2 separate regions of the Mus musculus genome follow, and region 2 is linked to region 1. Evidence: chromatin contacts called from public HiChIP or PLAC-seq data. All regions are on one chromosome and are shown on one strand. The core of a region is the stretch at or near the end of the contact, and the rest is flanking DNA. Distances in the headings are between cores, read along the strand shown.

Region 1 (7,220 bases), core at 1,841-4,340:
CCCCACCTGGTGGGGCTTCTTGCTGGCCGGACTGATGTTCCTGAGCTCCACCATGCAGACATTGATCTTACACCAATATTACCACTGCATCTTTGTGATGGCCTTGAGGCTACGGACTGCTATTATAGGTGTCATCTACAGGAAGGTCAGCCAGGGTGGGATGCGTACTGGGAGAGGTCAGTTCTGGGCTGCTTGAGAGAAGCTCCTGGGCTTGGTCTATCCCCTTCATCTCTTCATCTTCAGGCTCTGGTCATCACCAACTCAGTCAAACGGGAGTCCACTGTGGGAGAAATGGTCAACCTCATGTCAGTGGATGCTCAGCGCTTCATGGATGTCTCCCCTTTCATCAATCTGCTGTGGTCTGCACCTTTGCAGGTCATCCTGGCAATATACTTCCTCTGGCAGGTAGTTCCTGAACTTTGAGCTCTGCCCTTTCCTCTGATCACATCTATCTCTGCTTATAGATGAACTGTGTCGTGCCCATAAGACCATCCCTAGGTAGGAGACCTTGGCCATTCAGTCTTCCTATCCTAGGCTGAGATTCACTCCTCAAAAGCCAGGGGCAAGGGGTATACACATTCTCCTACTAACACCTCTGTCTGTCCTTTGAATTTTCATCTCAAGATGGAGGGAGGTGACCTCACTAAGTTGCTTGGGCTGATCTTGAAATCACTGTGTAGCCCAAACCATCTAAGTAGTAGAATTCCAGACCTATGCCAACACAACCAGTTTGAATATCCTTCTCCAAGGGTGCTACTGGCCATCTGTGGTCATTATCTGTTAGGTGGCTGCTTCTATTGATATGGTTGTGGCTTTCTGTCTCCTTGCCCATCATACTTCAAATCAGTCAGTCTCTGCTGAGCTCTGTCCTGCCTGACCCTCTACTTGTCTGTGCCTCCTTAGATCCTGGGCCCATCAGCTCTGGCTGGAGTGGCTGTGATAGTCTTGCTGATACCACTCAATGGAGCTGTGTCCATGAAGATGAAGACCTACCAGGTGGGTGAGGCATCTACTTTAGATGGTAATACCAGCTTTGGAGTGGGGGGAGGGGTACCAAGAACCAGTTCATCTTGTACTATCTGGGCTTCTCCACTCCCTCTACTGAATGGGGAAAGCCACAGCCCCTTGTACAAACTTTACCCCTCTCAATCCCTATCATTGTAATGACAGTCTAATTTCACAGCAATGAGACCAAGGCCAGAGTAACTGAGGCAGTCCAGAGACAGGTAGAGCAGTTACTCAAATGTGTTCCCACTTTATAGTGATAAGAGTTGATAACCAGGGGCTGGAGAGATGGCTCAGCAGTTAAGAGCACCGACTGCTCTTCCAGAGGTCCTGAGTTCAATTCCCAGCAACCGCATGGTGGCTCACAACCATCTGTAATGGGATCTAATGCCCTCTTCTGGTGTGTCTGAAGAAAACAATGGTGTACTCATATATATATATATATATATATATATATATATATATATATATATATATATATATATAAAATCAATCTTTAAAAAAAAAAAGAAAAAAAGAGTTGATAACCAGGCAGTGAATTATCCATCTGCAAATGATTACTGGTGTCTTCAGCAGCTCTCTCTACACATAGAATAAATGACAAACCACCTGAGACCACCATCTTAGTCATTGCCCTGTTGCTGGGAAGAGACACCATGACCAAGACAACTCTTATAAAAGAAAGCTGCCGGGGCCTAGCAAACACAGAAGTGGATGCTCACAGTCAGCTATTGGATGGATCACAGGGCCCCCAATGGAAGAGCTAGAGAAAGTACCCAAGGAGCTAAAGGGGTCTGCAACCCTATAGGTGGAACAACATTATGAACTAACCAGTACCCCAGAGCTCTTGACTCTAGCTGCATATGTATCAAAAGATGGCCTAGTTGGCCATCACTGGAAAGAGAGGCCCATTGGACTTGCAAACTTTATATGCCCCAGTACAGGGGAACGCCAGGGCCAAAAAGTGGGAGTGGGTGGGTAGGGGAGTGGGGGGGGGGAGTGTATTGGGGACTTTTTGGATAGCATTGGAAATGTAAATGAGGAAAATACCTAATTAAAAAAAATAATTCAAAAAAAAAGAAAGCATTTAACTGGGGGCTTACTTAGAGTTTCAGAGATGTAATCCATTATCATCATGGTAGGAAGCATGGCAGCAGGCTTGGCAGACATGGTGCTAGAAAAGTAGTTGAGAGCTACATTCTCATCCAAAGGGAGAGAGACCCTGGGCTTGGCATGGGCTTTTGAAACCTCAAAGCCCACCCCAAGGGACACATTCCCTCCAACAAGGCTATGCCTCCTAATCCTTCTAATCTTTTCAAACAACGCTACTCTCTGGTGACTAAGCATTCAAACATATTAGCCTATGAGGAGAAGGGGCTATTCTCCTTCAAACCACCATGACCACCCTCAAGGCTCCCTTGGTTCTTGCATGTCTACATTCCTAATCCTCATGGGATGACCACATTCCAGATGTGTGTACATCTGGGTGACTACATGGACTATTCTCTCTTCCTGGTATATTCCTCACTCTCTTTGCCTCTTTAACTCCTTCCCTTTCTTTATCTCTCAGCATAAGCATCACTTCTTTCAGAGAACTGCCTTGATTACCCCAAGGTCATTCCCCTGCCCTCACCTGTTTATCCCCTACCTGCATCCTGCTCCTTCCCTTTGGATCACAATTTTATTTCCAATTAAGTATCTATTTGGGGAAATATTTGTCGAGCAACATATAATAGCTACTTATAATAGAGGAAATAGTATGAGATGGTGTAGGCCCAGTTTGTTGTGAGACAGGTGCTTCTCCATGTAGTCCTGGCACTCACTCTGTAGACCAGGCTAGCCTTAGGCTTACACAGATCTGTCTGCCTCTACCATCAAACTGTCAACTGTATGAGGACCATCTCCTCTCAATTGCTCCTCATGATAGCCTGCATCTGGCACGTGGGTTGGCACATAGCCACTCAGTAAACAAGAGCTGAGTGTATAAATCCATGTGGTTATGTCAAGCCTTAGATTAGGATCTGAGTGAACAGGAAAACAATCTCTGCCCATGGGAGCCTCACAGTCTGACTGGGAGCATTGTGTAAATAGGTAGGGAATGGGAACGGAAGTCAAGGGTCAAGAATGCTGTCTGGCAAGGTTAGTGGTGGTGACACTAAACACGGAGCTGCTCTTCTGAGTCAGGGGACACAGGGGACACAGGGATGGGGTTGGGCACTGGAGGTGGGGTGGGGAGGCATGTCAAGCAACATGTAATAGCTACAATAGATGGTCTGGTACGGGAGGTGGGAGCCCAGTGGATAGGAGGTCTGGGGAGGGGAGAGGGTGAGCCACTGTTCCTTCCCTCACAGGTAAAGCAAATGAAGTTCAAGGACTCCCGCATCAAGCTGATGAGCGAGATCCTGAACGGCATCAAAGTGCTCAAGCTGTACGCTTGGGAGCCCAGCTTCTTGGAGCAGGTGAAAGGGATCAGGCAGAGTGAACTTCAGCTGCTCCGGAAGGGGGCCTACCTGCAGGCCATCTCCACCTTCATCTGGATCTGCACCCCATTTCTGGTGAGGCTCTCCACTGGCATGGGGTTCCTGTCAGTTGGTAGGCCAGCCCAGGTCTTGGGGTTCTCCGGGGAATTCCACCATGACACTCATTCCCCGTGTTATCCAGGTGACCCTGATCACCCTCGGAGTGTACGTGTATGTGGACGAGAGCAATGTACTGGATGCCGAGAAGGCCTTTGTGTCCCTGTCTTTGTTCAATATCTTAAAGATCCCCCTCAACATGCTGCCTCAGTTAATCAGTGGACTGACCCAGGTACCAAGGCAAGCGGGGTGTCTGTTGGACTTAGGATATGTGGGGAGGTCAAGCAGGATTCACTTAGGGTCAACGGATAATCAAGTGGGGAGAGGGCAGCAGGGAAAGCCATAAAAGTTAGTTACATGGGTGGTTTGGAGTCACAGGGCCTGAGTTTCTGACACAGACTCCTTTTAGCAAACAAGACCTTCTCTTCAGGCAGTGGGAGCCACGCAAGATTGGTTATAGGAGGGGGTCCCAGAATTAGTGAGTTGGTCCTCAGGGAGCCCTGCTTAGCCCCAGAAGTTGGGGACCCATGGAGCAATGGTGAGGCTAATCCACACCCTCCTGCAGGCCAGCGTGTCTCTGAAACGGATCCAGGATTTCCTGAACCAAAATGAACTTGACCCCCAATGTGTGGAAAGAAAGACCATCTCCCCAGGTCCCAACACTCTTACTCCAGGGCGGTCCTGCCCCAAGCTTTCTAAGACTCCTCCTCTGATCCCCTCTTCTCCCTGAACTCTGAAGCCCCTCTGTTGATCAGTTCTCCTTTTCTCCTCCCCGAGGGCTCCTCATGCTCCTCCCTCTGTCGGTGCTCCAGGGATCCTCTCCTTGCCCAAGCTCCTCCCACACTTCTTCCAATGTCCTAGACCCACTGACCCCCTATGTATCTTGGTCCTCCTAGGCTACGCCATCACCATACACAACGGCACCTTCACCTGGGCCCAGGACCTGCCGCCCACCCTGCACAGGTAACAGTCCTCTCTCACTCACTTGCCAGCTCTCCAAAGCAGACACAGGTCAGATCAAACATAGCCCTTTCTCTCCTTGTCGCTGGCTTTGACAGGGAATGCAAGAAGAACCTGTTCTTGCCAGGGTGGCATCGGGGAGGGAGGAGGCCTTGGGGCTACAGAAGGAAGACTTGGATCAAACCCAAGCCCCACCCCTGACCGCTTCTTCTTGCTCCTAGCCTAAACATTCAAATCCCGAAGGGGGCATTGGTGGCTGTGGTGGGACCTGTGGGCTGTGGGAAGTCTTCTCTGGTGTCTGCCTTACTCGGAGAGATGGAGAAGCTGGAAGGTGTGGTGTCTGTAAAGGTGAGAGGGGGAAGGTTTCTAAAAAGCCATAAAGTCTGGCCAGCCTCAAGCAAACCCTAAGGTACCTTCTCCCTTCTCATTGGCCAGGGCTCTGTGGCCTACGTGCCCCAGCAGGCATGGATCCAGAACTGCACACTTCAGGAAAATGTGCTATTTGGCCAACCCATGAACCCCAAGCGCTACCAACAGGCTCTGGAGACATGTGCCCTGCTAGCTGACCTAGATGTGCTTCCTGGTGGGGACCAGACAGAGATTGGAGAGAAGGTACGGAACCAACTTCTCATCCCCGAGGGGCCAGCTCAGGAGGCTGCTAGCCAGAGCCCAATCTCAGATTCTCTTACTTGCTCAGGGGTTCATGTACCATCATGCCTAGCTCTGTACCAGGTACTGGGGAAACAGCTCTCTCTAGACCAGGGAGGACAACTCATGAACAGACAGGGACCACAGAATTTCCCAAGATCATGGCAAAGGTCTTTTTATGCAGGGTAGTAGAAGGGAGGGAGGCAGAGGGTCTATATAAGGAGAAGCATCGCTTTGGAGCTGACTTTTTTTTTTTTAAGATTTGTTTACTTATTTATTGTAGATGTGTATGTGTCTTCATGCACACCAGAAGATGGCATCAGATCCTATTACAGATGGTTGTGAGCCATCATGGGGTTGCTGGAAATTGAACTCAGGACCTCTGGAAGAGCAGCCAGTGCTCTTAACCTCTGAGCCATCTCTCCAGCCCCTTGAGCTGACTCTTAATGGCTGAGAAAGAGGAACCCATCATTCACTGATTCATCCACTAGGTTTTTATTAAGCATCTACTATAGGCCAGGGACTATTATGTGGTGGTGAATGTACCAGGATAAAAATCTCGGCTTTTATACACCCTACATTCTAGTAGAGGAGAGAAAGTCAATAAGCAAGATAAGCCAAGTATATACTAGATAATCCTAAAGAGGGGAGATTAAAGCAGTTAGGAACATGTGCTGGGCTATTTTGTTGATGATGTTTCTCATTGAGAAATAGAAACCTATATAGGAGGAACAGCTCTGCCTGAGACCACGGAGCCCTGGCTATCTAGGGATCTGGTCTAGAGTGTTTCAGCATGCGTATGGAGTCCATTTTCTCCTTCTACTTTTGGGTACTGGGAATCGAACTCAGGTCCTCACAGTCTTGGTGGCAAGCACCTTTTTCTCTGTTGAGCTCCTTTGCCAGCACTTGTTTTTATTTTTAAAGTATTTTCTTTCAAAGAGTTCCGCTAAAGGTTTCCTAACACTAAGTGTACCCACCTGAATAATCATTTCTGTGCCCAATTCAGTACCCGTTGTGTACGTTCACAATGTTACACAATACTTGGTGTAACCGGGTTATTCCAAATGTCACTCAGACCTTGTTGCCTTGTCACTGTTTATTGGACAGCTCTCAATCCCTCCTTCTTCTCCAGACCTCTGGCAACTATCCCTTTGTTTTTCAGAATCTGGCTCCCCTAAGACACCACTGAGAGGGCAGTTGCGTTGTGTTTGCCTTTCTGTGTCTGGTTCATTCCAGTTGGTATAATGGTCTCAGAGTTTATCCCTGCTGTAGCATGTGCCAGCATTTCTTTCCTTCTAGGGCTAAATAATATTCTAGTCTATGGGTAGACCACCTGTTGTTTGCCCATTCATCTGTCATGAACACTGGCATTGGGCAGGGAAGCCAGCTGGGCAGGGTGCTGTCTGGGCTCATCTGCCCCAGAGGATTCTAAGGGCCAACACCAGTTCCTCTGAGGGCTACAGCTTTGTATAGGCTACAAATTTGTGGAGACCGAGTGCCCCGTGAACAACAGATACAGGTGTGTGCCTTGCTGCGTGATGATAAGTAGGCTCTGTCTCCCACGTTCTCTTCTCTGTAGGGTATTAACCTATCTGGAGGCCAGCGCCAACGGGTGAGTTTGGCCCGAGCTGTTTATAGTGATGCCAACATTTTTTTGCTGGATGACCCACTGTCGGCTGTGGACTCTCATGTGGCGAAGCATATCTTCGACCAAGTGATTGGACCAGAAGGTGTGCTGGCAGGCAAGGTGAGGACACAGGAAGCTAGAAGCAAGGATGGGATCTGGTCCTGGAAGAGAACAGATGGAAGGCTAAATTTAGGGGATGGGGAAGACCTGGAGATGTAGGAACCCAAGAAGCATGGTATATGATCAGGGGGATTCCATAGGGACGCACACCCCAGAGATGCTGAGTAGGCTCTGGCTGAGGTGGTTTAAGTTGTGGATATGCCTGGCCTATGACTCCTCATGCTTACCCCATGGCTCTGTGTCAATGCTTGGGGTGTGCCCAAGGATGCTGTCTCTCAGAGCCT
Region 2 (7,220 bases), core at 1,193-3,692, 200 kb before region 1:
GCAGAGCTTGGCTTTGAGTGCCCGGGCGGGCACACGGTGAACCTGGTCAGTGTTTGGTGGGATGGGCAGTGTGCCTGGGGCGGGCACACGGTGAACCTGGTCAGGGTTTGGTGGGATGGGCAGTGAGCCCAGGCTCCCCACAGCCCCCTGGTCCCAGGATTTCCCCCAGTGGTGTCCTCATTGCTCTGCCTTCTGCTAGATGCTATTTGTGGAGCTCTCTGTGGGCACTTTGGCCAGGATGGATGGCTCCAGAGGAAATGTATTGGTGCCCTCCTCTGAGCCTTGGTGCCAGTTTCTCTCTGGCCTCCTCATTCTTTTTTTTTTTCTTTTTTCTTTTTGGTTTTTGTGAGACAGGGTTTCTCTGTGTAGTCCTGGCTGTCCTGGAACTCACTCTGTAGACCAGGCTGGCCTCGAACTTAGAAATTCGCCTGCCTTTGCCTCCCAGGTACTGGGATTGAAGGCGTGCGCTACCACGCCCGGCTTTGGCCTCCTCATTCTAAATCAGCCTTCGTATGCTGTTCTACTGGCCACTGTTTTGTCACTAGGGTGGTCTACATTTAGCTGGGGTGAGGCCAGGCTAAAGAAGATCCACCCAGAAGGCTCCATCTACCTAGATAAGGTTGGCCTTCTGTCCTCAGCTCCGTATCTGTGACCTCTCACAGACCAGATTGGGCTGTGACGTTCTCTACAAACAAAACTACTCTACCTCGCTCTGGTCTCTGCCCGAACCTTCTGGCTGAAACTGTGTTGTGTACCAGGGTGATTCCCTGAAAAGGACTTTGCTCCTAGACAGCCCCGACCAGGCTAGCCTGAGCATCCCAAGGGAGGAAGAATTGAGGAGTCTGGGATCTGGTGACTGGGGAAAGCAAAAGTCAACAAACTGTCTGCTGGACAGTGAGACAGTCAGTCTGTGCTCTGAGGAGACACTTGGGGGGGCGTGTGCCAGGGATTGCATGTGTTTATTCACGGGCTGCAAGAGCACCAAGCCAGCAACTCGGTGAAGCCAAGTCAGGTCTCCGTGTCTTGGTTTCCCGTCCTTATTTGAAATCGACCCGAGGTTGCAATAAAATTGAGTGTGTTTCGACCCACGGAGGGAATGGGACGAGGGTGTGGGAGAGTTCTCCTTAAGGTACCTGCTCCCCAATTCATCCTCTGGCCTCTCACTTTACCTTAGCAACACAGGCCAGCACCCACTGGGAACAGGCACTCTTTGTGTTCTCTCAGCTTCTGGAAGGTGCCTCAGTAGACAAACCTTCCTTTATGAAATGGTAGGCTTGCAGGAGACTGGTAAGAGAGGGGTGGAAAGTCCAACAGGAAGAGGTGTCTGCTGTTAACCGTGGGGTCTGGGGCAGATGCCTCCCCAGAGGCCATTTGTGGGACCAGAACAGTTCCATCTCTTACAAGGAGTCCCAAGAGAGCCCTGCTGAGAAGCCTCGGGACCAGGTAAGGGTGAGAAGGATGGGGAGGGGTGTGTGTCAATGCAGAGAGAAGTGGCAAAGGCCCCTTGCTTTGGAGGATAATCTGAGTGACAAGGAGTCCAGGAGGAGGGAATGCTGTCCCGATGTGGTCCTGGGGTGGCATCCTAGAAAGAGCCGGGAGAACTGCAGCTGGGGCACTTACCTTCTCCAGGTTGGTGTTATCCAGCCAGAGGGTCTCCAGATATCTACCGAAGGACTGGAAGGCATTGTCTGGGATGCTCTTCAGAGGGTTGTGAGACAGCTTCAGCTCCTCCACCACCCGAAGTTTGCTCAGGGCGGCTGAGGGGTAGCTAGACAGCTGGTTCTTGTCCAGGTGGAACTTGGCTAGGTTCTCCACATCATCCAGGGAACCAGGCTGCAGGGAACTGAGGGCATTTTCTGACAGGTAGAGCCAGCGCAGGTCCTTGGCCCCCTGGAAAGCTCCAGCACGCAGCTCTCGGATTTTGTTGTTGTTGAGTTGCAAGATGAAGAGGTTGACCAGAGGAGAGAGCAACCCCCGGGGCAGTTCCGACACTTTGTTGTGGTCTAGATAGAGGTAAGTGAGTTCAGTCAGGTCGTCGAAGGCTCCAGCTCGCAATACCCGGATGTCGTTGTGGGACAGGTACAGGTAGATAAGCTGCTTCAGGCCTCGGAAGGCACCAGCCGCCACCTCGCGGATGTTGCAGTGTTGCAGGTGCAGGGAGACCAGGTTCGGCATGGTCCGAAACGAGTTGGCAGCCAGCACCGGGAAGTTGTTGCGCTGGAGATTGAGCAGTTTGGTTGTCTCTGATACCTTGGGGATCTTCTGCAGCCCCACCTTGTCGCAGATGACATGCTGCAGATCTCCATGGCAGTGGCAGTTTTGGGGGCAGGCGGCTAGCGCAGGCAGGAGGATGGCAAGAAAGACCAGACTGAATAAGAGCGCGCGGGCCATGGTTGGAACGCCTTGAGCCTGGGCTGGGGGCTAAGGCAGCGACAAGTCCTCGACTCTCGGGTCTCCCGGCCCATTTATAGGGCAGCCTTGACCGCAGTTGGCAGCGGAGCCAGCTACTACGTGGAGCACCGAAGCCACTGATTTAACCCCTTCCCGCCCAGAGATGCGTCCCCATCCTCGATGGCTGGGGGCCTCTTTTCACAGCAGGAGACCGTGTGTAGGGCTGAGGGCCCTTCCCCTGAACCCCAACCCCTTGGTTCCTGTTTGCAAACATTATGCTGCACCTTCCCCTACCCTCCTCTATCTGGACCAACACCCCGAGGTGGGGTGGACGGTGATAGGTGTGTCGAGGGGCCTCTGAATTTCCACTGGGCAGAGGGAAGTGTTCCCAGAACTTATTTATTTGCTCAAGTTTGAGTTCTCTACGTCTCCCTCCCCCATACACCCTTGGCAGACAGGTCACCCTGGACTCCGGGAGGGAGGAAGTGGGGCCCGACAGCCGGATGCGTCTCACCGCGGTCGGCCAGCCGGCGGCGCTTTAATGGGACTGTTGTGCGGCGCAGGCGGAGCGTGAGAGCTGCTGTGGGTTGGGCTCCCGCTTCTGGGTTCCTCAGTTTATCCCAAGGAGGTGGGGGAGCTGGTTGCAGAGGCTAGCTGACAGCCGTGCGTTTGGCTCTGCCCCTTCTCGGAGCCCAGTGGCACCAGGCCCGTAAGAGCTCCGGATTGTGGGCTTATTCACGACCCCTCTCTTAGCTCTGGGCTTCCTGTTCCCTGTCCTTTGTACCCTCATTCCCCTTTCTAGGGCTGAAGGCCACACAGAAATGTGGGAACTGGTGTGTGTGGGGAGTGAACCACAGGACTGACTGGCAACACACCTGGAGACCACAGGCCGCTGAACAAGCATGGTTGCACAGTCTCCTTCTTAATCTCCCCCAAATATCCTCATCTCCGGATCCTCCCCTCACCGGTGGTTAGGACCCACCCCTAAGGGGGGTCTCAGAGTGGCAGCCTAGTGGCGCCAATGTGTACTTGGCAGAGGCCATAGCTGGGCAATGACCCCAGGACTGTGTGAGCTGGTGGGAAGTGGGGTGTTGGCTACAGGCAACCAACCCTGGCTAGCCAGATGCTAGGTTGTGGGCAGCCCCGCCCTGGTGGACCAGGCTTCTGTTCACTTGCCAGCCACAGTGTCTGGAGTCCTGTGGAGAAGGGAGGGTGAGCAGGCAGGTTACAGCTTTGGCCCAGGGTGAGCTCTGGGTTGCTTGGCCAGAGATGGCTTCTGTTTTTGGGAGGTGGTGGAGGAGACCACAACTACGCCAGAACCACACCACCTGATGGTGTGCGGGCATGGAGGCCACCAACAGAGAGCTGGTAGAGGACAAGGTATCTAGACCTTCTCATGACACTCAATACATAGATGTAGGATTTGGACTCCAAGCCTGCACTTCCCATAAGCCCTTCTTATTCCTTGTCGCTAGAATGGGGTGTGTGGGGGTCATTCTTGGCCTAGAATGTTCTCTGATGGTATTTAGGCTGGCTGCTAGTTTTCCTGATGCACAGGATGTTCTAACCACTGGAGGTTGCAGGGGTAGGTGTGTGTGTGTGTGTGTGTGTGTGTGTGTGCGCGCGCACATGCATGCCACAGGCCTTTTAAATTCATGCTCTGGCTATATTTTTGTTTTAATGAAAATAAACACACAGTATCATCTCCAGAGCTTGTAGGGCACCCACCCTAAGGCCAGGCACTTGTCCCAGGTTGGAGGGGAGTGGTGTCTGTGTGTCTGTACCACTCCCAGCTCAATCCCAAGCCAGGCTGCCTTTCTCATCAAGTTTATGAGGCCTTTGGCTAAGAAGAGAGAGAGGGAGGCTGTTGTGGCCTGAAATCAAGACGGAAGGACCAAAGCAACCTGGAGATGGAGAGAGCAGCCATGGGTATCAGTGATGCCAGAAGCCACAGGCATCACAGGGCAGTGTCGGAACCTTGGCCATGAGAGGACTGGCTTCTAGTCTCAATTTGGTTTCAGACCAGGGGCCCTGCAGAGAGCTGCACTTCTGGCTTCTGACCTCTGGCTCTTGTCCCCTCGCTTACCTCAGTCCTTACTGTTCAGCTACCTAGGGTAGGTCACCCCAGCCCTCCTCTGTCCCTCACTTCCCTTCAAGCCGTCTTTTTTGGCCCCTCTAGGTTGTTTATGGAACCACAGAGAACAGTCCCGTGACCTTCATGAACTTTCCCGAGGACACCCTGGAGCAGAAGGCTGGTAGTGTGGGCAGAATTATGCCTCACACGGAGGTGAGCCCCCGACGGATGCCCTCAGAGCCCACCTCCCACCGCGTGAGGACAGTTAGGACTTTCCATCAGACATCTAAACAGCTCACTCAAATACAGAAGGCCCCAGTGCTGGGGGCTTGCTGGACCTGGCCCGGCTCTGTGGGCTGAAGCAGGGAGAGCTGGCCGGGGGTGGGGGGTGGGGTGGGGTGGGGAGCTGGGACAGCAGCCCTGAGCAGCAGCCAGCCGAACCTCTCCTCAGCCACCCTTCCTGTCTGAGGTGTGTTTTTGCCAAGCCCACTGTCTGTCTTGGGCAGCTAGGCCAGTCTCAAAAAGGAGCCAGAACACAGGGAATTTTTTCCTCTTATGTAGCTGCCCCTGCCTCTCATTCTTCTTTGGTCTGAGCATGGATTCTTCTTTTCCCAAGGTGTATATCCCTTGAAGGTCCCTTACACTTCAAAGGCCCCAGAATACTCCTCAGTCTCAGACTCCTAGCTGTGACTCCTCTCTGGCTCCAACCGTGTAGCTTTATTCAGATCTTACTTAGTTTCTGTGCCTCTCTGGGGCAACTTAGAGGATGCCCATGCACTGGTTCTCCACAGCATCTCAGCCACCCTCTTTGGGATGTACCCTGAGGTTTGTCAGAGAGACAGCCTTCTTCCCATCCCTCAAGGGCAGACATGGAAGTACCCAGACCCACCTTCCCTCGGCACATTGGCCATGGCTCTTGGCCTGCTAGGATTTTGGGTTCTCCCTGTTCTGATCACGTGACGCTGCGGTCATCTTCAGCTTCTTTGTTGCCTTGTGGGAAAAGAGGGGAGACAGTGGCCTTCCCTTCTACATGGTTTTTTTTTTTTTAAAGATTTATTTATTTATTTATTTATTTATTATATGTAAGTACACTGTAGCTGTCTTCAGACACACCAGAAGAGGGCATCAGATCTCATTTTGGATGGTTGTGAGCCACCATGTGGTTGCTGGGATTTGAACTCAGGACCTTCAGAAGAGCAGTCAGTGCTCTTAACCGCTGAGCCACCTCTCCAGCCCTCTGCATGGTTTATAATTCAGCATCTGGCACAACACTCCAGCAGGCCTCCTTTAAGGCTGCTCACTACCCAACCCTGTCCTCAGTATCCTGTGTAAAAACACAGCCAGGGCAGGAATTTAAAAGGCATGTGGCACCCCTCCATAGAGACATACCCTCCCCGTGGTTCAGGCCCAGTGTGGGTCTCTTCATGGCAGTGGATCTATTCAAGCCTCTCTTTCCTTTCCCTGGACTGCCATGAGTAGAGCCAGCAGCTTCATTTCTGAGAGGGTGAAGGAGAAAGAAAAGCCCCCTGTTCCCACCCCCACACCCCCACCCCCACCCCACCCCTATCTCCAAGGACCCTATCCCCAAGGCAAGAGAGCTGGAGGCTCAAGCTGAAAACTCTCCCGTCCCAGGCCCAGATTGTGAATGTGGAGACGGGTGAGCTGACCAACCTGAACGTGCCTGGGGAGCTGTATATCCGAGGGTACTGCGTCATGCAGGGCTACTGGGGTGAGCCACAGAAGACCTTCGAGACGGTCGGACAAGACAAGTGGTATCGGACAGGGTGAGATACCACGATGGTGTGGACACTGGCTACCAAGTGGGGCTAGGGTTCTAAGGCTGAGCTGGGAAAACTAAACAGGATCCCCCTTGACCATGAGACTTGGTTTCCAAAATTTGTCTGGGGCAGGAGCATAGTAATAGATCTAGTTCTTGGATGCCATATGGGAAACCCCAGTGCTGGGGCAGGGTGGGCAGGGGGCACCTCCAAGACTCGCTGGAGATGTATCTTAGTTTTTAGTCTCCTTGTCTACTAGGCTTGAAGTCTTCAGCACCACATAAACTGGCATGGTGAACGTGCCTGTAACCCCAGCACGTGGTAGAGAGGAGTCTAGGATCAGGGCTTCAAGATTATCTTTACCGAGCCAGGCGTGGTGGTGCATGCCTTTAATCCCAGCACTTGGGAGGCAGAGGCAAGCGGATTTTTGAGTTCGAGGCCAGCCTGGTCTACAAAGTGAGTTCCAGGACAGCCAGGGCTATACAGAGAAACCCTGTCTCGAACCCTCCCCTCCCCAAAAAAGACTATCTTTACCGATATAGTGAGTTGAGAGCTAGCCTGAGCTACGAGAGACCTTGTGTCCAATAAGGGGAAAGAAATGGCAGCCTGGTGGGTAGAGTGCTGCCTGCTCAGCATGCACGTCACCCTGAGTTCTATCCCCAGTGTCTCATAGTCCCCGGGGCATGGTGGGGCATGTGTTTGTAAACACAGGGTTTGGGTACAAGCACCATGTTCAAGGTCACTTTCTGCCTCAAAACATGCAACAACAACAAAATTTCCCCAAGTCAAAATGTGTGTCATGGGATGAACCTATTTCTCTCAGAGATAAAACACTAGGACACAACATTTTCATCCCCAGAATCGGAGCCAGTTTTCAGTGTTTATTAATGAATATACCAGGACAAGAGCAGGCAGAACTTTTGCCCTCTGAGCCAACTCTCTGGTCCCTAGATTCCTCTCCTCCCCTCCCCTCCCCT

Evidence for each region. HiChIP or PLAC-seq counts read pairs in DNA pulled down with a chosen protein or histone mark.
Region 2: a contact with region 1 is called in a FOXA1 HiChIP or PLAC-seq map of pancreatic cancer cells. The contact joins the promoter of Chad here to the enhancer-like site in region 1. A contact is called at or near these places in 4 of 39 promoter capture datasets (the 3T3-L1 cell line, cranial neural crest, embryonic stem cells and 1 more), 2 of 484 Hi-C or Micro-C datasets (the G1E-ER4 cell line and brain), 2 of 115 datasets of contacts at active chromatin or transcription factors (fetal liver and pancreatic cancer cells) and 4 of 9 other capture datasets (adipose tissue, embryonic stem cells, liver and 1 more).

The regions. Positions count from the first base shown.
Region 1 is chr11:94,361,366-94,368,585 of GRCm38.p6, reverse strand. Abcc3 (ATP-binding cassette, sub-family C (CFTR/MRP), member 3) reads left to right here. Exons shown (of 31, transcript NM_001363187.1): 9 at 1-145; 10 at 244-405; 11 at 904-996; 12 at 3,357-3,560; 13 at 3,667-3,813; 14 at 4,147-4,234; 15 at 4,478-4,544; 16 at 4,763-4,889; 17 at 4,977-5,153; 18 at 6,769-6,936. It overlaps Gm51871 (predicted gene, 51871), which reads right to left. Exons shown (of 2, transcript NR_168574.1): 2 at 6,271-6,977. Among named protein-coding and RNA genes, the nearest start is that of Gm51871, 13 kb to the right of the region's middle. Within about 2 kb of position 3,090, at least 20 of the 459 cell types and tissues checked have an H3K27ac peak or open chromatin away from gene starts, as enhancers often do. A contact at or near this core is called in pancreatic cancer cells, where this site is marked.
Region 2 is chr11:94,560,269-94,567,488 of GRCm38.p6, reverse strand. Chad (chondroadherin) reads right to left here and starts at 2,442. Exons shown (of 4, transcript NM_007689.5): 1 at 1,621-2,442. The coding sequence starts at 2,391. Acsf2 (acyl-CoA synthetase family member 2) reads left to right here. Exons shown (of 16, transcript NM_153807.2): 11 at 4,571-4,678; 12 at 6,098-6,249.